Regions from separate parts of the Rattus norvegicus genome. Here region 1 is linked to region 2. The links are chromatin contacts, called in public Hi-C maps. All regions are on one chromosome and are shown on one strand. Each heading gives the region's core, a stretch centred on a gene start, on an enhancer-like site or on the middle of the called end of the contact. The rest is flanking DNA. Distances are from core to core; before and after follow the strand shown.

Region 1 (5,554 bases), core at 77-2,576, 340 kb after region 2:
GAGACTGCACTGAGGAACAGGAGATGGGACAGCCAAGATAGATATGTAAAAAATGAACAGAAGCCACACCCTTTGTTTAACTCCTTAGGCTACTGGGGGATAGAAGAGAACTGTGTAAGTACTTAACACCCTGGTCTGGCTACCCCTCCACTTTCATTTCTGTGGCCTTCAGAGCCACTCTATAAAGAATTATGATCCCATTTCATGGAAGTGAAAACAGAGGAATTTATCACACAAAGGTGGTAATGGCAGGGGTGGAAACCGAATCTTCCTGATGGTTACTGTGGTGTTCTTCACAGGGTAGGACTATCCTGCAAATCACTGCAAGCTCTCTTGCCCCAAGAGCAAGAGCCAATTGAGTTTAAAAGTACCCTCACAGGACACACTCCAAACAAAGCTGGGCTACAAAACACAACGATTCCCCAGCAACTGGAGTTCACTCATCTTTGCAGGGCATCGATGGCCAGAGCAGATTCCCTTCATAAACATTTGTAGAAATAAATGATACACTGTCATGATGTGCTTCTTTGGGATGCTCTTTTTGTAATGGAGAATGCTCGTTGTATATCCTCAATTTCATTCTTGATACATTACAGGTGTCAAATGTGTCGTTCGTTAGTATTTTGTCTTGCTCAGCTGTTTCACTAATGGGGGCATGAACTCCAAACTACACATTCTATATAGTTGTTGACCTGATCTGGAGTAAAGAGTTTTCAGGAGCTGCTCAAAAACATTCCCAAGCAGCATGTCTTCAATGGCGGTAGTCAGGAGATATTCGCAAGTGTATCTCTGAGAATTCGGGACCAACCTGGCTACATAGCGAGTTCCAGGCTCACCGAGGCTAAATAGCTTTACTCTAAGACCTTACTTTTAAAAACAAAACCAAAAACTTATTAAGACCTTACTTTAGAAAAAAAAGAGAGAGAGAGAAAGGAGGGGCGGGGGAAGAAGGAAAGGAGAGAGAGAGAGAGAGAGAGAGAGAGAGAGAGAGAGAGAGAGAGAGAGAGAAGAAAGGGAGGAAAGAAGGAAAGAAAGATAGGAGAGAGAAGAGAGGGGGAGGGAGGGAGAGAGAGGGGGGGAGGGAGAGAGAGGGGGGGAGGGAGGGAGGGAGGGAAGAAAGGGAGGAAAGAAGGAAAGAAAGATAGGAGAGAGAAGAGAGGGGGAGGGGGAGAGAGAGAGAGAGAGAGAGAGAGAGAGAGAGAGAGAGAGAGAGAGAGAGAGAGAGAGAGAGATCAAAAGTCCAAGATTAGTGGTGTAGCCCATTGTAACATGATGGAAACGACTCGTGCGATGCGTTTTGAGCCTCGGCGCCTGCCATCTTCCCTCCTGGGGCGGAGCCGGTCGCGCCTGCGCACTGAGAGGCGGCGCTGCGTGGAGCCGGCGGACAGTGAGGCTGTTTCTCTTTCTACGTGTAGCCGGGAGGTATCGCTAGCTCGCCGCCACCATGAGTCGTAACTACAACGATGAGCTACAGTTCTTGGACAAGATCAATAAGAACTGCTGGAGGATCAAGAAGGGCTTTGTGCCCAACATGCAGGTGAGTGGGGGCAGTGGCCTTCGGAACTGCAGGCCGCGACTCCACCGCGAACCGGTCTCCTCCGCCCAGCGCCGGGCGGGCCGACCCCTGCAGGGTTCCACGTCTCCCTCCTCAGAGCCGACCCACAGACCCCACGCACGGGATCCACACACGAGGACAGTTGCAGCGGGGGCTCACGCGTGTTTTCCCCACGCGCCATCAGACAGGATGTGTTCCTGGTCTTTCGAGATTTCTGTGAACTTTTCCAAGTTGGCACCGCTAACCTGAAACTGTTCCTCTTGAGTCATGGTAGTTATTTAGAAAAGGTTTACAGATGGCATTCTCCAAACTTAACTGGCTTTTAATGTAACGACACATCGGCAAGATTCAGGCTTTTAATTTGCTTTTCGAGAAGGATCCCCGAGGATCAGTTGGTGGCTGACCTCTCTGTACCCATCAAGGAAGACAACCCTGACCTCTTGTCTAGCCCACTTCATTTTCTCAGCCTGGATGATATGTTTCCACTGAAGACTTGGGAGAGAGACCAGGATCTGAAACCCTGGGCCTGATGTTTCCACCATCGTTTGTACTCAGGGGTTCCGTTAAAGTAGAGGACGAAAACACTTGGGAGGTTTTGGCACATGTTAAGTGACTCAATCCCTTAAATGCCATGAGAATGCAGTAAGGGTTTGCAGCCCTTTTAAGTTACTGATAGGCTTCCCTTGGTGGCTTGGGGCTATAATCCCTGGAGACTGGGAAATGGAAGATCCTATGTGAGAGGACAGTTTATTATATGAAGCCAGCTAAAGTGACTTTAAATAAGACACCCTCTCAAAGCACAAAATTTTATCAAAAGTGGTAATACACGTCTTTAATCCCAGCACTCAGGAGGCAGAGGTAGGCAGATCTCTTAAATTTGAGTCCAGACTGGTCTGCAAAGTGAATTCAGGACTTGTTACACAGAGAAACCCTGTCTCGAAAAACAAACACACACAAAACTTCCTTTTGCACCACTCTACAAGGTACTAGGGAGGAAAAGTCCACAGCAGTGAAACAGTATTTTCCTTTGTTGTGTGGAAGAAGGGAAGGTTGGTTAGTAGAGTTACTTGCTAATTTTTTAAGTGACACATGAAAATTATACATTATATCCATATATATGGTGTTTTATTAATATATATGGTGGTTTTTTTTATAATGTGTAAGTTATATAATAGCAAAATCATGGTAGACATATATCTTCTCAGAAATTTTATGAGCAATTATTTTGATTTTGAGATAGTTGATTAGAATTTACTGGTTGAACATTTCCAATTTAAACCCAGGTCTAAAATGCTCTAAAATCTTTGTAGTTCATGGTTGTAAGTTTTTCTCTTAAAGGGAGTAATGTGGTAGTTTCATGCAGAATGAAGCACTACACTTGGGTTCAGACAATGTGCTTTTCTTTTCTTTTGTATCAGGTTGAAGGGGTGTTTTATGTGAATGACGCTCTGGAAAAGCTCATGTTTGAGGAGTTACGGAATGCCTGTCGAGGTGGTGGTAAGTACACTAGAGATTCTCATGTGTTGTGGGCAGCACCTTCCCTGGTCCCTGAAGAAAGGAACTCAACCAGTGTGGAGTAGTTTTAAGGAGTGAATCAAAGTCCTTATATATTTATGACCACAGGCTGGGGGCATGCTGCTGTATTGGAGTTTGGAGTTTGGGACTTGTTCTCAGATAACTGCACACAGTAATAGCCAGTGTCGCTGTTCATCTGCACTCACTGTGTGTCAGGCTCCTCATTAGATACTCTCTGTTATGTCATGTTTGTAATAACTAAAAAGGAAGATATTGTCTGTCTTGTAGCATTCCAAAATGCAGTGAGTTTAAGTGGATTTTAACTTTTCCTTGGTCACAATTTCATAGTGATAGAGCCAGAATTCAAATCCCAAAGTACCTAATTTTTAAACCAGTATTCTTTTCCTTTGGGGAGTGCTTCTCAAATATATTTATTAATACCACACTGTAAAGTAGGACCAAGACTACGGGGCAGACCGGATTGCACAGCAGACTAGGCAAAAGCAAAGCTGGTAGTCTTAGCTGGCACACTAGCTCTAGTGAGTGTCAGGCTTGAGACTTATTTCACATGGCTGTAGGCTGGTGTAGAGATCAGGGCGTAGTGCTCTAGAACGATACTCTAAAGTGGTAGTGGGATAGGATTTTTTTTTTTTAAAGATTTATTTATTTATTATATATAAGTACACTGTCGCTGTCTTCAGACACACCAGAAGAGGGCATCAGATCCCATTACAGATGGTTGTGAGCCACCATGTGGTTGCTGGGATTTGAACTCAGGACCTCTGGAAGAACAGTCAGTGCTTTTTTTTTTTTTTTTTTTTTTTTTTTTTTTTTTTTTGTTCTTTTTTTTCGGAGCTGGGGACCAAACCCAGGGCCTTGCAAACCCAGGGCCTTGCGCTTCCTAGGTAAGCGCTCTACCACTGAGCTAAATCCCCAGCCCCAACAGTCAGTGCTCTTAACTGCTGAGCCATCTCTCCAGCCCCGGGGATAGGATCTTTTAGCCCTTCTCAGTTTTAGATTAACAATAAATTCCTTCTTCCTTGCTTGCATATGTTCACTTGTGTTAAATGGCACTGCTTTGGCTCTGGCCCAGTGAGTAAAGTGCCAGCACTATAACAAGAAGACCTGAGTTGGGATCCCTAGCACCCTGTAAAAGTCAGGTTCAAGGGTAACTCTGTGATCTCAGCACTTGGTGGAGCAGAGCTTGCTGGTCAGTCAATCTAATCAGTAATTAAGACCCAGATTCAGTGAGAGACCCTGTCTCAAGAAAATAAGGTAGAGAGCTAGAGCGATGGCTTAATGGAAACTGCACTCGTTACACAAGCCAGCCTTGAGACATGGGTTCAGCTCCTAGGACACATGTAAAGACAGGCGGATAGAGCTGGCTCCACAAAGCTGGCCTCTGGCCTCCCTGTGTGTGCACACGATTATAGAGTGAGTAGATCCTAGGGAAGGCACCTATTGTTGCTCTGTGGCCTCCACATACATGCACACACACATTATTTTTAAAAAAATAAACTGCAAACACTTGGGAAAGCTGGACTTGTCCTCCATCTGCCCTGACTCTCAAGCCATTGTTTGGGTTCCCAGCTCATCCCCATTGCCCTTCTTTGTCACTTGATTAAAACACTGTGACTGATTTGGTGTAGTTTTGTTTTGAAACAGTCTTGATCCCCTGACACTTGAGTTGCAGATGGCTAGAGGTAGTGGTGAGCTGTCGTGTGGATGCTGAGACGTGAACCTGGATCCTCTGTAAAAGCACCCAGTACTCTTTTTTTTTTTTTTTAAAGATTTATTTATTTTATGTATGTGAGTACACTGTGGCTGTCTTCAGACATATCAGAAGAGAGAATCAGGTCCAATTACAGATGGTTGTGAACCACCATGTAGTTGCTGGGATTTAAACTCAGGACTTCTGAAAGAGCAGTCAGCGCTCTTAACCACTGAGCCATCTCTCCAGCCCCTGCACCCAGTACTCTTAACCACTGAGCAGATGTTCCAGCCCCACTGTTGATATCTTTACTAGCTAGTATGAGTTATTGAAAGAGTACATTTTATACTGGCAACATAAAAGTTAATAGTTAATGGCTTTTATCCCTACTGCATTTGCAAACCAGCTTCTTAAGCAAACAGAGCGCTGGCAGGCATGTTGAACTGTCCTGTGTTTCCTGTGAATGTGCTTTTGTCTTGGAAGTTCTCTCCCCACTTCCATTTCTGTAACTACTGCCTCTCCATGTATGTAACTAATGTTGGACATCAAATGTGTCGTTTTTCTAAGACTGAGGTTTTGGGTTTGTTTGTTTTCAGGTGTTGGTGGCTTCCTGCCAGCCATGAAGCAGATTGGCAATGTGGCAGCCCTGCCTGGAATAGTTCATGTGAGTCAGAGCCAAGACCTCAGTCATCTGTATGGTCTACAGTTTGTTGAAAGAATGCGGGTTCCACCTAATTGACGCTGGTGTCATTTAGACTATGGCCTTTGATCAT
Region 2 (4,899 bases), core at 509-3,008:
ACTCAGGGGAGAAGGGAGAAAACTTTCCCAGCCCTCCAGCAATCCAAAAAAGGACGCTTCCAAGCAACCCTTAAAGCCAGGGGTTCTGCCCCAGGGACAGGAAAGGGTGGGTGTCCTCGGGTTCTAGGAAACCTCCAAGAGGGGTGACCGCAGGTCACACAAACACCCTGGGGCTGCCAAGTGGACTGACCTGACCACCACAGCCACCTCCCAGATTTCCCCCTAGGCTGGCCTGACCCACCAGCAGTGCCTCTCCAACCACGGTTTTCTCTCCTGCCAGGTCGCCACCCCTCCCCCTCCTCGTCACAACACACTTGCAGAGTAGAATCCCTCACTCAAGACCCAGTGGAAAATTTCCTTCTCCTTTATGACTAAACTTAAAACACACACACTCCATTCTTTACTGAATCCACACTGGCCAAGTGCGGCCTCGTGTCCCCCGCCCCTGCCCAGCAAACACACAGCAGGGACATTGGACCCGAGAGCTTTAAGAGCTGGAGAACAGAGTTTCCAGCTTCTGCTCCTCCTGGGGCCCTCCAAACACTAATTCCTCCAACACTCCTCAGGCACTCCGGACTGTGGGTTCCACTTCTTATCAAGTCTCTCTAACCAGCACAGTCTCTTTGAGCCCATCACCTCAAGTGATGAGACCTTGGGCATCTTTGCTCTTTGGGTGACAAATCTGCTTTCTCCTTAAGCTCTCCCTCCTCACATACATTCAGGGAAAGAAAAAAAACTTCCTGTGAATTTTCACAGCTGTATGGTAAGTGATTCCCCCACAGTCACCTCAGGCCAACTATCAACAGTACTCCCAGGGAGGAGGGCAACCCCACAGTTTTCTTCTCTCTTTTTTTTTTTTTCATCTCCCCCTCCCCCAGTTCCAGCCACCCAAACTTGGCATTGGCAGGCCAGAAGCTCCATTAGCACTTGCTGGGAGAGCCTGCAGCTAGGCTGGGTTGGATCTCAAGGAAAAGAACGAAGTTCAAGGGCGCAGGAGATAAGCAATCTCTAAACGCTAGTTTTCTCTCGCAACTCCACCCGCACAATCGAGCAACTTGAAAAGCGTACTCGAGGTCCCAGAACTTCAGTTGGAGTTCCAACTTTTCAGAACCTTCTCTCACCCTCCTCCTCCAACTCTTTTTCCTTTCAAGCCAATGGAGAAAATTTCTAGATGTCAAGCAGGGACCTAGTTCACGCCCGCCCGCCCGCCAGAGACCATCACTAGGCCACCGGTTGGGTTCCGTCTGCAAGGCATTTCTGTACATAGAGTCCCCGCCCAGGGAAACTGAGTCTCCCGCTGCGGCGTGCAACTTGCTCCGGGGCCTCCCAGAGCGCTTACCGATGTCGGAGTTGCAGAAGGCATCCTGGGGATGGCTGGGCGAGCATGTGCACGCTTCCGTTCCCCAGTGCCCAAGGCTCCAGCAGCTCAGGAGCAGGACAAGCCCAAGCCAGGGAGTCATGGTAGCTGCTGTGGTCCGCTGCGGGGACTGCCGCTCTTTTCCTCAAAGTTGCCGAGCGCTAGCGCCGGTGCTGCAGTCCGAGCTCACTCGCCGGGTTTAACCGTGCACTGTGCACGGTGGGCAACTTTGAGCTCCGGGGAAGTGCCTTCCAAGTAGCCCGGCGGGATGTGACCAAGTGGCCAAGGGTGTCTGGCGCACGAGTCCGCGGAGCCAGTGAGTGGCCTCCGGGAGAAGGATCGGGAAGCGGAGAAGCAAGAGAAGAAGCTCCTTGGCGCTGGCGGCTGCCCGCTGCCCACTGTGAGCAAGAGTCCAGGGCTGCAGAGTGATATAGGGGCGCGAGGGGACCCAGCCCCTCGGGAGCGCGGGGTCCGCCCCCTCTGACCAATGGCAGCGCCGCATTACCTCATCGGCCCTCCAAAAAGGGGGCGGGGCCGGGGGGCGCGGGGCGACAGGGCGGAGCCGGCCCGGACCGTTCAGATCCTTTTAGGGAATAATGCAGTTGTGGGCACGCGAGTGGGTGGGCTGGGCGCGTCCTGGGCCAGTATGCGCTGCAGCGGCGTCCCACGGCCCCTTCACCCTACGCCCACCGGCCCTCTTTGCGCTTTCGACCCAAACAAGGATCCAATCCCAGCCACCCAGCCTGCCTGCACAACCCTTTCAAGGGCCCTAGGTGGCCCGCGCCCTGAAGTCTTGATCAGGCCTCCTGAAAAAGTCAAGAGGGAAGCCTCAAAGAAAATTTCCCCTTCTTATCTTTCCTAGAGAGAGAGAGAGAGCAGGGAGTAAGAGGAAACCCTTGAGCAGATGGCATCCGTTTTACCCACCTCCCCACCCCCAACACATACACCTCTGCCTTTGTGGGACCGCTATGGTAATTGTCACTGGGGGTAAATTTATCTGTGGAATTATTCAACAAACACTGTTCTGGACGCCAAGCAAGCCCTTGCAATCAGGATGACTGTGCTAGTACGATGAGGAAACTAGAATAGTTGTAGACCTAGGTTAGAATGACTAAGAGGGTGTTGCTTTCTGTGGGACAGTAAAAGGAGTGACATCATGCAAGAACATCAAGTGCAAAGGCCTGGGTCTTCTTTGAAGGACAGAATATAGGGGAAAAGGGGGAGTAGGATAGCTGGTCTCACTGGTGACAGACAGCAATTCCTCCTTCAGTAAGGAACTTCCTGAGGTAAGGCAGTCCAAAAGTGAAGTAGATCCAGATCCAAGATCAGAGACGACTAACAGTAAAATTAGGAATGTTATCAACCAAGCCATTTTAAGTAACATCTTCACGGGTTGGGGGGGGGATGGGAGTGGGCGAGGGCATGGGTGTGTACTCACACTTTGTTCTACCTTTTTGAGACACAGTCTTGCTGACACAGCCCAGGCTGACCTTGAACTCAAGATCATCCTGTGTCAGGCTTCTAAGGGAGTTAGAGATGTGCAGCACCACACCTGGCCTATGCTATCTGTTTTGAAAAGCAGGATTCCATACTCCATCTCCCTATGCTATCTGTTTTGAAAAGCAGGATTCCATACTCCATCTCGTATTTGCAGATTCCTTCTAGTTAGGGAAAGCTAGGACAGGTGTCCTGTGTACCTTCCAGCTGAAGAAACAGGCCCAGGAAGGGGATGCTCCCACCATCCTTGCAGCTGCCTCTAACCAACATTACTTTTATAATAATCTCTCTCCCCTCTCTGCCACCTTACACCTCAGCTGATTTCAAAGGAGACCTGTATTTTAGCTGCAGAATGCTGAAAACTTGTAAAAATTAGGAAAATCCAAGGGAACCCCTTAGATTATCCCCAAGAGAGAGACTCTCTAATGCAGAAGCAGAGAGCAACATGGTAACATTATTTCTGACTGCACTGCCCTTGTTTAGATTGTTTTGTGTCTTTTGTTTCTGTTGGTACCGCTGTTATTTTGAGACAGATCTCATTATGTAGTCCAGGCTGACCTTGAACTCTCAATCCCCCTGCCTCAGCCTGCCAAATGCTTCCAAGAATCTCCCACCCAAGTATTCTAGCTATACAAAAGAGAGCCTAGCTCCCACATCTTTCTGTCTTGTCCCGCTAGGCTTTGAGGCCCCTCCCCTCCTTAATTCTGTTCCAGGGTACCTTGATCTCCTCACTGCATTTCTAGCCCCATCTCCTGGAATATGGTTATATTGTTTCTTTCCTGACACGCTGAAGCCTCAGATGAGGCCAGTACTACTTTTTTAGCCTTAGGAAAGTCCCAAGAAACTTGAGTGTGGATAATACCCCGGCAGTCACTTGAGGTTGGAGCCATGGGCACGATGGGGCCACGCTGAGGAACTAGGTTGAATGAGGACATAGTTGGTGGAATTTGAGAGATTCGCTGAACCTTGCACCGTGCCAGTCATGTGGAAGACTTTAGAAGGGTTTGCAGACAAATCCCCTTGGGTTAAATATCTTACAGGCTACAGGCCTCTCTCTGCTTTCCTATTGAGAGACCATTTTGTCCAAAGTGCCATTTGTTTTTCCTCCAAGAGAGAGCCTTTCTGGAATGCAAGACAAGTGCCAGGCAGCTACTTTCTGTTACGTGTCACAGAGCCGATTCCTCAGAGAGGACATCTGAAGTGTGTCTAGTTCTGGCATCTACTTCCTTATGAAAACTCTGGGTGTCTTCTGATTATTTTCTTTCCTCAAAGGTGCTAGTTTAGGTTTATTTCCCCCCTTGATTCTCCCATGTTGGCTTGCCCAGAATTTGAGGGCTTCAGGGAACACACAGCATTCTGGCCAGGAGTCTTCTCTTCTGCCTAGGCCGAGATGCTCTTCTCTGCTCACCTCTGCAAGATCAACTTAGTCCTGACCCAAGAAAGAGAAGACAGTGCTCCTTGAGTCCTCATGTAGGTCCCTCCAGCAGGTAGACCTTACAGCCATCCATCTGGACATTAGGTTGTCCACTGGACTAATACGTAAGGGTTGCTTCTGCTAGTCCACTTAGTGAGCGAGATTGAGTGGCCCTGGAGCTTGGGTAAGAATGAGGATGCTAGCTTTGCTGTTCTCTTCTGATAACTGAGAACAATGGCAAATTTATAGAACTGGGGCAAGCTGAAGAGGCTTCGGCCAACACCGGGCTTGTCCTCAAACATACACGGCTCACCTAGTCCCTCTGATGCAACTTTTCTAGGGAAGGTCAGAGTTTGTTCACTTACTATGTATCGAATTTCAGAGGGTAGATCTGCAGGGAGGTATTTACTTAGGCATCTCAAGAAGATACAAAGTTGCTCTAAGACTGTTGGTGTTCATACTCAGCAGGAGAAAAATAAGGTTCAGAAGAAAGAACCGGCACAGTGTCCCACACTCGCTAGAGGCAAAGCAGAGTTCATGTTGTGAACCCTGGTTCCTTAGCTTCCATCTGCCTCACATCCGCAGGCCTAAGTCTTCCAGGCCACGGCATATAATAAATGTAGTTCCACGT

What was found. A called contact is a pair of places that touch in the nucleus more often than the background predicts.
Region 1: a contact with region 2 is called in a Hi-C map of mammary epithelial cells, with 2.1 times the contacts expected there. The contact joins the promoter of Rtcb here to the promoter of Timp3 in region 2. A contact is called at or near these places in 6 of 12 Hi-C or Micro-C datasets (the A7r5 cell line, Schwann cells, frontal cortex and 3 more).

What each region holds. Positions count from the first base shown.
Region 1 is chr7:19,794,067-19,799,620 of GRCr8, forward strand. It overlaps Rtcb (RNA 2',3'-cyclic phosphate and 5'-OH ligase), which reads left to right and starts at 1,327. Exons shown (of 12, transcript NM_207614.2): 1 at 1,327-1,537; 2 at 2,974-3,052; 3 at 5,378-5,445. The coding sequence starts at 1,445.
Region 2 is chr7:19,457,800-19,462,698 of GRCr8, forward strand. Timp3 (TIMP metallopeptidase inhibitor 3) reads right to left here and starts at 1,759. Exons shown (of 5, transcript NM_012886.3): 1 at 1,340-1,759. The coding sequence starts at 1,460. The region is part of intron 6 of Syn3 (synapsin III); the gene reads left to right.